Linked DNA regions of Macaca mulatta: region 2 is linked to region 1. The links are chromatin contacts, called in public Hi-C maps. All regions are on one chromosome and are shown on one strand. The core of a region is the stretch at or near the end of the contact, and the rest is flanking DNA. Distances in the headings are between cores, read along the strand shown. Region 1 holds the start of TMEM147 (transmembrane protein 147). Region 2 holds the start of HAUS5 (HAUS augmin like complex subunit 5).

The links. A called contact is a pair of places that touch in the nucleus more often than the background predicts.
Region 2: a contact with region 1 is called in a Hi-C map of CD4 T cells, with 1.9 times the contacts expected there. The contact joins the promoter of HAUS5 here to the promoter of TMEM147 in region 1.

The regions. Positions count from the first base shown.
Region 1 is chr19:46,805,997-46,812,936 of T2T-MMU8v2.0, forward strand. TMEM147 (transmembrane protein 147) reads left to right here and starts at 4,154. Exons shown (of 7, transcript NM_001194024.2): 1 at 4,154-4,369; 2 at 4,441-4,510; 3 at 5,073-5,132; 4 at 5,218-5,354; 5 at 5,491-5,575; 6 at 5,664-5,785; 7 at 5,869-6,068. The coding sequence starts at 4,293. The coding sequence ends at 5,992. GAPDHS (glyceraldehyde-3-phosphate dehydrogenase, spermatogenic) reads left to right here. Exons shown (of 11, transcript XM_001095332.5): 5 at 911-1,001; 6 at 1,081-1,199; 7 at 1,536-1,617; 8 at 1,932-2,083; 9 at 2,252-2,414; 10 at 3,466-3,563; 11 at 3,651-3,872. The coding sequence ends at 3,723. LOC144329402 (a long non-coding RNA gene) reads right to left here and starts at 4,110. Exons shown (of 3, transcript XR_013410509.1): 1 at 2,700-4,110; 2 at 344-1,688.
Region 2 is chr19:46,870,636-46,877,575 of T2T-MMU8v2.0, forward strand. HAUS5 (HAUS augmin like complex subunit 5) reads left to right here and starts at 3,333. Exons shown (of 17, transcript XM_077982300.1): 1 at 3,333-3,615; 2 at 4,473-4,580; 3 at 5,710-5,815; 4 at 5,895-6,054. The coding sequence starts at 5,791.

The DNA.
Region 1 (6,940 bases), core at 2,904-5,403:
GGGCCGGGCGCAGTGGCTCAAGCCTGTAATCCCAGCACTTTGGGAGGCCGAAACGGGTGGATCACGAGGTCAGGAGATCGAGACCATCCTGGCTAACACGGTGAAACCCCGTCTCTACTAAAAAATACAAAAAACTAGCCGGGCAAGGTGGCGGGCGCCTGTAGTCCCAGCTACTCGGGAGGCTGAGGCAGGAGAATAGCGTGAACCCGGGAGGCAGAGCTTGCAGTGAGCTGAGATCCGGCCACTGCACTCCAGCCTGGGCCACAGAGCGAGACTCCGTCTCAAAAAAAATAAAAAAACGTAAATTTATAAAACAGGAAACCAGAAACCTCCCCCCACTTACCTTTCTAATGTAAACCACGAGCCACTGCTGCCCCAAGGCTGCCTCAGGCTTCAGGCGTCCTCCAGGAGCTTTCTCTTTAATGCAGTGTCTGTTTTCAGGGACTCTCCTGGCCCTTGGCAGCCAGCTTCCTATTGCAGGAACTGAGGATCTAGGAGGGTTCGTGGCGAGGTTGTCGGGGTTGGGGACCAGAAAGCAGCTGGGCAGGCCTCACAGTCACAGAGTCCACATCCCGGGCAGCATACAGAGAAAGGGTCTGAGCTGGCTGACAGCAGTCAGGGTTGGCGCCTCTAAGGAGGTTGAGGGCTGAGTTGGGGAGGTCACCGCCCATACCCAGGCATAGCAGAGGTGGTGCAATCAACAAAAGGAAGGTGGTCCAAAGTGGGGCAGTGGTGAAAAGCCAGGCCAGCGGGGTGGAGCTCATCTGGAGCAAGTAGGTATGTCGGTGGGGGACGCAGGTAGTTGCAGGTGGGCCAGCATCTGCTCAACCTTTCAAATGGTGAAGGCCGTGGACTATGAAGGTGGGGCTCAAGCAGGGGAGACTGACTCAGCCCTGCCACTACCCCACAGCAAGGAGCCCAAACAGATCCCCTGGAGGGATGTCGGGAGCCCCTACGTGGTGGAGTCCACAGGCGTGTACCTCTCCATAGAGGCAGCTTCGGTAAGCTGGGGAGAGGTGTCCAGGGCCAGCTGGGGGGATGATGGCGCCAGAAGCACCTGACACCGCGCTTCCTCCCCAGAACCACATCTCAGCAGGTGCTCAACGTGTGGTCATCTCCGCACCCTCGCCAGACGCACCAACGTTCGTCATGGGTGTGAATGAAAACAACTATAACCCTGGCTCCATGAACATTGTGAGGTAAGGGGGGCAGCGACATCCTGCAATGTGTGGAAGGGAGGGTAGACTCGTCCTCCCCACTCTCAGCTCCACTGGATTCCTGGTCACTCGGCTTCTACTTCTCCTTCCCGAAACTATCTGCTAAACACGCATGACTTCTGGAGGACAAGCTTGGGGAGCCTCCCCAGCTGCATCTCGGTGCCTCCTTCAGTCTGACGGTGTCTGCACAGATCCCTCTCACCCTCATCCTGACGTTTCACAAAACCAAGTCTGCGTGCATACCCCAAGAGGGGTAAGGGTGGAGGGGTGGCTCTGCAACTCACCTCACAGTGCCCGTGCACACCTTGGCTGTTGCAGCAACGCGTCCTGCACCACCAACTGCTTGGCCCCCCTTGCCAAGGTCATCCACGAGCGATTTGGGATCGTGGAAGGGTTGATGGTGAGTTGAGGATGAGGGGCTGGGGCAGGATGGCAGGGAAACCCCAACCTTTTCTTCCCAGGCCTTGCTTACTATATGGAGTTAAGAGGGAGAGATTGGTTTCGGGAGGAGAGGCCCACCAGTGCAGAAGTCTTTTAAAACACTGTACAACCCTCAGTCAAGGCTGGACCCTGGCCTGCACACGTCCCCTCCTGTGGTCTGTGGTGGTGGCCCCACCAGCCTCCACACCTAGGCCACTACCCTAGTCCCGGAAAAAAAGAGGTATGGGAGCTTAGGACTATGAAGGCCTCATCTTGGTCCTTCTCTTCCCCAAGACTACAGTCCATTCCTACACGGCCACCCAGAAGACAGTGGATGGGCCATCAAAGAAGGCCTGGAGAGATGGGCGGGGTGCCCACCAGAACATCATCCCAGCCTCCACTGGGGCTGCGAAAGCCGTGACCAAAGTCATCCCAGAGCTCAAAGGGTATGAGGACAAGAAGCCGCAACCAGGGTGGGGGCATACCCCGGGAGGACTGGACTGGCCCTCAGTCCTTAAGGGGAAAGCAGGAGCCTGGCCCGGCCACAGGGCAAGGGGGATTGGAGGGCAACGTCCCTAAGTTCTGACTCCTGTTCTTCATGGGGGATTCTCCAGGAAGCTGACAGGGATGGCATTCCGGGTACCAACCCCGGATGTGTCTGTTGTGGACCTGACCTGCCGTCTCGCCCAGCCTGCCCCCTACTCAGCCATCAAGGAGGCTATAAAAGCAGCAGCCAAGGGGCCCATGGCTGGCATCCTTGCCTACACCGAGGATGAGGTAGGGGCTGAGGAGAGGAGACCCTGGGAGGAGCCCTCTGGGGAGGGACATGATTTCCACTTGCCAGGGAGCTGCTCTCAATGTGTCAAGACAGAAACTGCAGGGCGGGAAGGGAGATCTCCCTGCCTCAGGGCCTTTGCACTTCCTGTTCCTTTGGTCTGGAATGCTTGCCCCCCCCAGATGACCACACAGTCTGTCCTTACTTCCTCCAAGTCTCTACTTCAACCTCCCTCTTCAGCAAGGCACCCCCTCAAAAGATGTTCTTTCTGTGGCCCTATTCCTCACCTGAAATTTCTTGTCAGTCACTGTTGATCCCAATGGTGTGTGCATTCCAAGAAAACAGGGATTTAGGGGCTGCGTTTTCACTTTTCTGGCTCCAACCTGGCAGACAGCAGGTGACCAATACATGCTTAGTGAACAAAAGACAACAGTTCTCATTTTTTTCAATACTTGTTCAGGGCCAGGCCATGGCCAGGTGCCTTCTCTGTGAGGAGTGGATGCCATGGTCATGGTGGACCCCGTACATCTACCTTGGTGCTGTCTCCCTGCATTAACTCCTGCAGGTCCACTTTCCCACAGTCGCCAGGATCTTTTGTTTTAATGGAATCACACTGCATCACCCATTTTCAGGAGTGAAAACACTCTTGTGGCCTTTCCTGACACTAGGGCTAAAACCCTCAGGTTCTCCGTTCCTGCAGCTCCTTCCACCTCAGACGCTGTGTTGAGGGCCAGAGCCAGTGAGATCTTCCTAGTCATCTAGACTCAGGCTCATGGCCACCCCTCAGAGAGGCCCTCCATACTGGCCCATTTCAAATGCTTGCATTATTCCTAGGAAAGGGATGTACTGGTACAGCATGAGGGTGTTTGTGACCTGTGCCCTTTGGTCAGACCCCAGTAGAGTGCCTTGGTCCCTGTCCCCAGAGACTGAACACAGTAGGGCTGCATCAAAAATAGATGAATGCATGGATGGGCGATAGAGCTAAGAGCACTGTCAGCTCCTGGAAGTCCTTGCTCTGCCGGACACACTTATCTTTGAAATTCTGACGCCCAGGTCGTCTCTACGGACTTCGTCGGTGATAGCCACTCGTCCATCTTCGATGCTAAGGCCGGCATTGCGCTCAATGACAATTTCGTGAAGCTCATTTCATGGTAAGGGGAAAGGAGCTGGAGACTTGCAGGGGAACTAAGGGGTGGTCGGAAGGAACCCCCTTGAGCCTGCCAATCCCTCCTCCACAGGTACGACAACGAATATGGCTACAGTCACCGGGTGGTCGACCTCCTCCGCTACATGTTCAGCCGAGACAAGTGAAACGGAAAGGTCCCTTCTTTCCTTCCCAGGGGCCAGGGCCGGTACATGTGCCTCCCGTTCCTGCATCTGGCTGCCCGGGGGAGGAAGGGCACCCGGGGCGGACGCCCCACGCCGCTGGGTCCATGGTGAAATAAAAAACAGTGCTCACAGCTGCGTCCCGTATTTCTGCGCCGGTCACGGCGGGTTCTGATCCGGGTTTGAGGCCCGCCCCACCCTTACTCGATCGCCTGCGCCCACGGGCGAGGGGTCGCGCTTGACGTCAAGCCGGGTTCCACTTCGGGAGACGGGGACAGCGATGGCAGCGGGAGAGGTCCCGCATGGCCGGAAGTCACTCCCCACAGCGCTGGGCCGGGAGCGCTGGCAACCGGGCCCGGCCACGGGCGCTCTGACGTCACTGGGCGCGACGCCCCGCGCCGAGACTACTGATCCCAGAAGGTCGCGCGCTGGCCCCCGCCAGTCAGGTGGGCGCCAGGCCCTGGCCGTGGCGAAAGTACCGGCGGAGCCGGAGACCCGCTGCCGGAGACGCCGCCTCGCGATCCCCGCGCGGGCGGGACCGGGCGGCCAGCGTCATGACCCTGTTTCACTTCGGGAACTGCTTCGCTCTCGCCTACTTCCCCTACTTCATCACCTACAAGTGCAGCGGCCTGTGAGTGCGGGAAGGGCGCGGGGCGGAGAGGGCGCGGGGCCCGGGCCGAGCCTCACCTCCCGCTTCTCCAGGTCCGAGTACAACGCCTTCTGGAAATGCGTCCAGGCTGGAGTCACCTACCTCTTTGTCCAACTCTGCAAGGTAAGGGCCGCCGGAATCCACGTGTTCTGGCCCCCAGGCTCTGCAGACCCAGGGACCCGCCCCCGTTGCGTATCCCCCGCCACGGTGGGACCGCCCTCGGGACTCAGCGTAGGGAGGCGTCAGGATACCTAGAAAGGATAGACTTTAAAGAGGGCACGACCTGAGAAGAGGCCTAAAAGCAACTTTTGCGTCGCACTTAGTAAAACTGAGAAAACGTCAGTAGTGTGGTTGGCTAAGAGGTGTTTTTTTTTTTGGTGCGATTAAGAGTGATCACTGATTCCCTACATGCTGTTAACACTGCCCAAGGAGCAGCACCTTCAAACCTGACTCAGATGCCCTGTGATCACCCAGAACTCCAACTTCCAGCCCCCTCGGGGACCCGGGGACCTATCCTCTATCTCCCCCATTCCTGTAATCTTGCCACCATCTGGTGGTTCCTCTTCCAGATGGGTCCCCAGAACCTGTCCTGCCCTCCTCATACCCACGAACTTCCCACAAATCCCACGTGGTTTATCTTGATCCCCTCACCTTGAAGTGACCTCTTTCTGCTTTCTCTTCTCAGATGCTGTTCTTGGCCACTTTCTTTCCCACCTGGGAAGGCGGCATCTATGACTTCATTGGGGTGAGAGGGGCCAGGGAAGGGCAGGGCATGCAGGAGCGGGGCTCCCTGTCCCCTGTGCTTACTTAAGCCTCAACCTGACCCGCAGGAGTTCATGAAGGCCAGCGTGGATGTGGCAGACCTGATAGGTCTAAACCTTGTCATGTCCCGGAATGCCGGCAAGGGGGAGTACAAGATCATGGTTGCTGCCCTGGGCTGGGCCACCGCTGAGCTTATTATGTCCCGGTGCGTGCAGCAGCCTGGAACCCAGACACCTGAGAAGGGACACCTGGGTTCCACGGGGGTGCTGGAGGGCAGGGGCTCACAGCCTGGTACTGAAGGTGTCTGGGTACTGGAGAATCCCATCCTTTGCCTTCCTCAGCTGCATTCCCCTATGGGTCGGAGCCCGGGGCATTGAGTTTGACTGGAAGTACATCCAGATGAGCATAGACTCCAACATCAGTCTGGTAGGCAGTCCTGCTCTCCCACACACACATTTCTGCTGGCGGCCATACTCCTATCGAGGCCTGGCCCCAACTTTCCGCCTCCCTCCAGGTCCATTACATCGTCGCATCTGCTCAGGTCTGGATGATAACACGCTATGATCTGTACCACACCTTCCGGCCGGCTGTCCTCCTACTGATGTTCCTCAGTGTCTACAAGGCCTTCGTGATGGAGTGAGCTGGGTGGGGTTTAGGGCTGGGTCCAAAGTGGGGTGGGTTATCTAGTCTCCCTCCCTCATGGTGACATTTTCCTGCAGGACCTTCGTCCACCTCTGCTCACTGGGCAGCTGGACAGCCCTACTGGCCCGAGCAGTGGTAACGGGGCTGCTGGCCCTCAGCACCTTGGCCCTGTACGTCGCCGTTGTCAATGTGCACTCCTAGGCTTGGTGTCTCAGATACTGATGTACCCTTTCCCTGACTCGCTTCAGGTTTTAGTGAAGTAAACAGTATTTGGAAAGTTGCTGCTGCCTCCATTTCTCTCTCTCTTGGGAACTGTCTCCCAATACCGTGCCCACCTGGGTCCCAGAGGCCCTGGTTCTGGCTCAGGAGCCAGGTAGACAAGCTGGAAGCTAGCCAGTCACTGGCTTATCCCATGTCCTGTTCCTCAGGCTCCTAGTTTGTCAGGAGTAGACAATGTTTGGATGATCTTTGAGCAATGGCAGAGGCCAGGGCCCTCAGGGAACAGGTGATAGAGGGGAGCTAGAATCCAAGAGAAGGCCCTTGGGGGCTCTTCCTCTCCTCACAGCCTCAACCTGGGCCTCCCCACACAGGTCCTTCCCGGGCTGGTTACCTCTGAGGCTCCCGGCCCCAGTGTCCCCCTCCAATCCATCCTCTGTATGGCAGCCAGGGGATCTATCTGAAACCCATGTAACCGGGTCATCCTCCCGCTTGCAACCACTTGCAGCCCCTTGTTACACAGTGGACAGTCCAATTGCTCGGCCTTTGGTTTTATCCAACCAGCAAAATCAGCTTTTCTGAAACTGCTCCCTAGAATAATTTGCCCAGCCAGATTCTTAACATCGTTCAAGCCATGGGGTCAGCATGAGGCTGGGGGGAGAGTTGTGACTGTGAGCTCCTCAGTTCTATGGCCCTCAGCTCAGATCCCAGCCTGAGCCTTCTCAGGGTGGAGTGGAGAGACAGCTGCAGCCAAGGAGCAGAGCAGTGGGGCCCCCAGCTTTGACCTTGTCCTGGATGCCCCCCTCCATTCTCGGCCTTCCTTGGTCCACTGAAGCCAGCTCCCCGCCTCTCTCTGAGGGGGATGTGTCAGAAGTTTTGAATGTCATGTTTAAGCTCCACTTTGATGCACACCTTCCCCACTCAGGAAGATGT
Region 2 (6,940 bases), core at 2,083-4,582, 64 kb after region 1:
CAAAGAAGTAATAAAATTATGCCAGTTCACAAAGTGTATGGAAAAGAAGAGCTCATATCCTTTAAAAGTAGAACGCTTATGTAGCTGGTTTATTTTCTTTGTTTTGCTTTTGTTTTTTGTTTTGTTTTGTTTTGTTTTCCTTTTCTTTGAGACTGAGTTTCACTCTGTCGCCCAGGCTGGGGTGCGGTGGCATGATCTTGGCTCACTGCAACCTCTGCCTCCCAAGTTCAAGCGATTCTCATGCCTCAGCCTTCCGAGTAGCCGGGATTACAGGTGCCTGCCACCATGCCCAGCTAATTTTTGTATTTTTAGTAAAGACAGGGTTTCACCATGTTGGCCAGGCTAGTCTCCAACTCGTGACCTCAAGTGATCCACCTGCCTCGGCCTCCCAAAGTACTAGGATTACAGGCATGACCCACTGCACCCAGCCTGCTTTGTTTTTTGAGACAAGGTCTTGCTCTGTCACCCAGGCTGGAGTGCAGTGGCATAATCACAGCTCACTGCAGTCTCAAACTCCTGCGTTCAAGCCATCCTCCTGCCTCAGCCTCCCAAGAAGCTGGGACCACAGGCGGACACCACCATGCCTGGCTAATTTCTTTTTCTTGTGTAAAGATGGGGTCTCGCTATATTGCCCAGGCTGGTCTCAAACTCCTGAGCTCAAACAATCCTCCCACCCGGGTCTCCCAAAGTGCTGGAATTATAGGTGTGAGCCACTGTGGCCAGCCAATTATTGTTGTCTTAAGAGTTATTTATGTATTTTAGATACTCCTTTATAAGTGTTTTGCAAATATTTTCTCTTAGTCTGTGACTCGTCTTTTCATTCTTTGTTTTTTGTTTTTTGTTTTTTTTTTTCAGACAGGGTCTTGCTCTGTTGCCCAGGCTGGAGTGCAGGGGCACAATCCTAGCTCACTGCAGCCTCTGAACTCTTTGGTTCAAGTGGTCTTCCCGCATCAGCCTCAGCCTCCCAAGTAACTGGGACCACCAGCACACGCCACCACACTCACCTAACTTAAAAAAAATTTTTTTTTTAGAGATGGGGTCTCTCTATGTTGCCCAGACTAGTTTCAAACTCCTAGGCTCGAGCAATCCTCCTGCCTTGACCTGCCAAAGTGCTGGGATTACAGGCACAGGTCACTGCACCCGACCTCATTCTCTTAACATGTTTAAAGGTCTCAAACACATTCAGAGTCTCCTGAAAAGCTCATAGACCCAAGGCAGATGTGGTGCCTAATTGATTTTCTTAAAAAATAGCAAAAAAAAATTCTCTACACAGGTAGAAGAATGGGCATGTCTGGGGGAAATGGCAGCTGTTAAGAAACCAGACATCCAGGAGTCACAGCTGGCAATCCTTCCCTCCAGGAAGCCCACCAGGATTGCATCAGCCCATGGCACTCTCTTCTGCCTCTCAATCCTTGACAGGTGTGTGAAGCTGGCTTCAGCTTCTCCTGCACACCTATCTCAGTGCTGATCATTGTCCCCTAGGTCAGAGACCTGAGGCGCCCTTTGGATGTCTCCCTGGCTCCTCACACTCCCGAGACTCCACGCTGTCCTCAGCATCTCTCCCAAAACAACTGTTCCTCACAGGTCCCTGTTTCAAAGTCCACCCCATCCAATCCCTGGGCCAGTGCCCTGAGCCTCACCCTGAATCCCCTCCCTTCTTCCAGTTCATCAAACTTATGACCCATTTACTCTGCCTCCTCCTTCCTTCCCCACAGCCCCACCCTGGCCCAGCAACTGTCCTCACCCTCCATCCCTCATCCTGCTCCAGCCTCCTCCCTGGGTACCCAGCTCTAGTCTCACTCCACCATCTTTCCCCACTTGCTGACTCAAAAACTATTTATTTTTGAGACACAGTCTTGCTCTATCACCCAGGCTGGAATGCAGTGGCGGGACCTTGGCTCACTGCAACCTCTACCTCCTGAGTTCAAGCGATTCTCCTGCCTTAGCCTCCTGAGTGGAGTAGCTGGGACTACAGGCGCAAGCCACCATGCCCAGCTAATTTTTGTATTTTTTGTAGACAGGGTTCCACGATATTGGGCAGGCTGGTCTCGAACTCCTGACCTCAAATGATTTGTCCACCTCAGCCTCTCAAGTGCGGGATTACAGGCGTGAAACACGATGCCCGGCCTAATTCAACAACTATTTCGAAAGCCACGCTCTGAACTGGACACCAAGGAGAAAGTGATGGCCTAGGCAAGCCCGCTGAGTGAAAGTTCCATAAATACTGCCTTTCCTCAGGGCCCGTCTTCCTCTGCTCTGGTCTCATACTGATGCCCACAGCGCATTCAGCTCTCTGACGGGGCCCAGCAGGCTCGCCAGAACTCCAGCCCTACTGCTTTCTGGGCATCCCGCAGACCTCTCACACCTGCTGTGTCCCAAACTGACCCACTCCTGCTGCTTATTTTTACCATCCCTACCTGGTGGTGTGTCTGTCTCCCCACTGAACTGTGAGCTCTGTACAATAGGGACCAGGGCTGTCGTGGTCACCATGTTGTCCCCAGCATCACCCAGCACAGAGTCAGCTCCCTGAGTTTATGGAATGGTAAGCACAAATGAATGGGAAAATGCATGCCAGGGAAATGTTAGGGTCATACTATCTGCCCCTACCCTCCACTCAGACATGGGACACCTGTTTCTGAAATCAAAGAGCAGTAAGTCCAGGATCTCATTCCCTGGTTCCAGTCCTCCTAGGCTGCAAGTCCCATTTTGTCAACAAAATAAAGGGGGCGGGCACGGTGGCTCACACCTGTAATCCCAACACTTTGGGAGGCTGAGGCGGGAGGATCGCTTTAGCCCAGGAGTTCAACAGCCCAGAAGCTGAGACTAGCCTGGGCAACATAGTGAGATCCCATCTCTATTAAAATAAAAATGTTATTTTTTTGTTTTTGTTTTTTTGAGACAGAGTCTCGCTCTGCCGCCCAGGCTGGAGTGCAGTGGCCCGATCTCAGCTCACTGCAAGCTCCGCCTCCCGGGTTCACGCCATTCTCCTGCCTCAGCCTCCCGAGTAGCTGGGACTACAGGCGCCCGCCACCTCGCCCGGCTAGTTTTTTGTATTTTTTAGTAGAGACGGGGTTTCACCGGGTTAGCCAGGATGGTCTCGATCTCCTGACCTTGTGATCCGCCCGTCTTGGCCTCCCAAAGTGCTGGGATTACAGGCTTGAGCCACCGAGCCCGGCCTAAAATAAAAATGTTTAATTAAAAGAAGAAGAAGAAAATAAAGGGAAGCATCAAGGACTGTTTTGCCTCTTTCGGGTTAGCTGGTAGTGAGCGAGAGAACGAGGGAAGGCGGGCGGGGCCGCCGTCTCTCCACGCCCTTTTCATTTCCACTCAAGGAGACCCACCTGGGAAGAGTGAGCGCTGCAAGACCCAACCTTACCACGCTAAGGTTACTACGCAGCGCCGGAGCCCGCTGTCTGCCCGGCAACCGATGACGTCCTGTTGGCGCGTCCGTGGCGTCAGAGGCGGGCGCCACACTTGAAGAGGCTGAGGGAGGCGGTGGCGCAGCTGTGGCGCTGTCATGGAGCTAGCGCGGGAAGCGCGGGAACTGAGTTGCTGGGCGGCCGAAGAGATGGGGGTGCCCGTGGCAGCCCGAGCCCGGGAATCGACGCTGCGCAGGTGAGGACCGCTCCTGGAGTGAGGACTCCCCACCCTGGAGATTGAGTCTCCGGGAGTGAGAGCTCCACCCCTCATTGAGGACTCGACCCCCCATTCCCCATCGAAAGTGACCCGAGTTACTGAGGGCTCCCTGCCCTGGGAGGCTTCCCAGAGTGAGGTCCCTAGCACTGGTGAGAATCCTCCACGAGTTAGTGAAGATCCCTCTCCGTATGGAAATAGGATCTCCAGGGTGAGGCTGTCCCCGCAGCACCTCCCCTTCCCACCCTTACCCCAACCAAAAAGGACACTCAGGAGTTAGCCGTGGCCACCCCATCGGGATTGAATCTGTAGGAGTGATGCCCCACATCTGGCCATGAGATGGCACTTCCTGGCAGTACATCCCCCACCTCCACCTCTGAATGTGACTGGATAACCCTCTCCCAGGAGAAAGGGAGCCCTCGCCACTCACCCCCACCCCCACCCCCATCCCCCACCCCCGCCTTCCCGGGGAATGAGAATACCACCATACTTAGTGCAAAGATCCAGTCCCTACAAAAAAAATGTTTTACCAATTAGCCGGGTGTAGTGGTGCCTGCCTGTAGTCCTAGCTGTTCTGGAGGCTGAGGTGAGAGGATCGCATGAGCCCAGAAGGTTAAGGCTGCAGGGAGCTATGATCATACCACTGCACTCCAGCCTGGGCAACAGAGCGAGACTCTGTCCCTAAAAAAAAAAAAAAAAAAAAAAAAAAAAGTTTGGGCCTTCCCTCCCCAAGAAGTGAGAACTCCCTAATAAAGACTCCCTACCACCATCACCTTGGGAATGAGGATCCCACACCCTGTGTGCTGCCCCAGGCATACGCTTACACACTGTCCCCACAGGCTGTGTCTGGGCCAGGGGGCTGACATCTGGGCCTACATCTTGCAGCATGTGCACAGTCAGAGGTAAGTTGGGCTAGAGTAGGGGAGGGGGCACAGGTGAGGTCCGTAGTAACTCCTCCTTTTGCCTCTGCACTGTAGGACTGTCAAGAAGATCCGAGGAAACCTACTCTGGTAACTGCTTCTTAAAGCTATCCCTTCCTATCCCCACTCCCATCTAGCCCTGTCCTCACCACAGCATCACACCTGTTGCCCTCCCCACTGGAAGCCCCACTCATCCACTGACTCTGGTCTCATTTTCCTAGGTATGGCCACCAGGACAGTCCACAGGTAAGAAGCATATGCTGCAAGATTCTCTTTCATCCGAAAAATGATTTGTAGATCTCCTGTTCTAAGCCCAACCAGGTGCTGGGTGATGCTGGGGACAATGGGTCACAAGATAGCCCTGATCCCCATCCTCATAGGGCTTAAAGTCCAGTGGAGATAGCATTAGCTCAGCTGGGAGCAGTGGCTTACACCTGTTATCCCAGCACTTTGGGAGGCTGAAGCGGGCGGATCACCTGAGGTCAGGAGTTCGAGACCAGCCTGTCCAACATGGTGAAGCCCCATCTCTACTAAAAATAAAAAATTAGCCAGGTGTGGTGGTGCACACCTGTAATCCTGTCTACTTGGGAGGCTGAGGCAGGAGAATTGCTTGAACCTGGGAGGCAGAGGTTGCAGTGAGCCGAGATCGCTCCACTGCACTCCAGCCTGGGCAATGCAGTGAGACTCTGTCCAAAAAAAGAAAAAAATATAAAGAGATAGTATTAGCTGGGGGCAGAGAGGTGGGACATGGATATGTGGCATCAAAGCTGCTGAGAAGAGATGGAGGGACAGGTTTGGGAGAGATGCTGAGGCCAGTGTAGGACCTAGTGGGTGTAAGAGGCTCATATGACACCTGAGGGGAGGCTTCCAGGAGTCCTTGGGACTTCTAGGTGCAGGGCTCCAGGAAGAGATCAATACTGGGACAAAGATGTGGTTGTCATCAGCACAGACAGGAAACAGGAAACAGGCTGGAAGTATGGGTAAGACAATCCTAAGAGGAAGGAGGGAGCCAGTACCCTAATGCTTCTGCATCAGACACAGAAACTGCTGAGCAAAAACCCTTTGCCACCAGTTGAGGAGCCTGGTACCCCCAAAAGACAGGCCAGGCTGAACCCCGATCAGACCGTGCATCTCACCCTGAATCTGATCCTCCCAGGTCCGTCGGAAGTTAGAGCTGGAAGCTACCGTGACCCGCCTGCGGGCAGAAATCCAGGAGCTCGACCAGAGCCTGGAGCTGATGGAGCGAGACACTGAGGCTCAGGGTGAGCCATGGGGCCAGAAAATGGGCAACAGAATGTGGGCCGGGAAAGGTGCTGATGGCCACCCTTGTTCCTCCTACAGACACAGCCATGGAGCAGGCACTTCAGCACACTCAAGACACCCAGCGTCGAGCTCTCCTCCTCCGGGCCCAAGCTGGGGCCATGCGAAGACAGCAGCATAGGCTCCGAGATCCCATGCAGCGGCTGCAGAATCAACTGAGGCGCCTGCAGGACATGGAGAGGTGGGCCTCAGGGACCCACCCTCACCAGGCTGGGCAGCCAGACATTCTCTTAGAGACCTCAGGGCTCTGCCCCGATCCCTTCTTGGGTTCCAGAATTCTCAACTCCCACCATTAGGATGGAAGGTCCATGAGGCCAGGAGGTTTTGTCATCTCAGTCACTTATATTTCCAGTGCCTAGAATAACAGCTGTATACCTAGAACACCAGCTCTGGGGAAACAGCCACAAACAGAGAACAAGTCCTTGCCCTCCTGGAGCTTACACTGTGACACGGAGAAGACAGATAGTAAACTAGGAACCAAACAGACCCTATCATTTCTGGTAGAGATGAGTGCTGTGAAGAAAAGCCTGTAATAGAAGGGAGAGGGAGATGCTGCCCTAGCGAGGGAAGGCCTCTGAGGAGGTAACATTGAACTGGGAGAGGAATTTCTGTGCAGAGGGAATAGCAAGAGCAGAGGCAGCGTGCTCAGCATGCAGGAAGAGCAGCCGGGGGCCAATGTCAGCTCGAGTTTCTCAGGCAAGACTGAGAACCTGAGGAGGTGAAGTTGGAGGAGTGGACAGAGAACTGTGGATGATGTGTTGCGATTTTGCCCTGAGACTGATTCGTGCCCTGGCTTGGCCACTTAAAACTGAGTGACCTTAGGCTGGGTGCGGTGCTCACACCTGTAATCCCAGAACTTTGGGAGGCCGAGGCAGGCAGATCACTTGAGGTCAGGAGTTTGAAACCAGCCGACAAAAATTAGTCGGGTGTGGTGGTGCATGCCTGTAGTCCCAGCTATTCGGGAGACTGAGGCAGGAGAATCACTTGAACCCGGGAAAAAGAGGTTGCAGTGAGCTGAGATCGTGCCACTGCACTCCAGCCTGGGCTACGAGAGCAAAACTCCATTT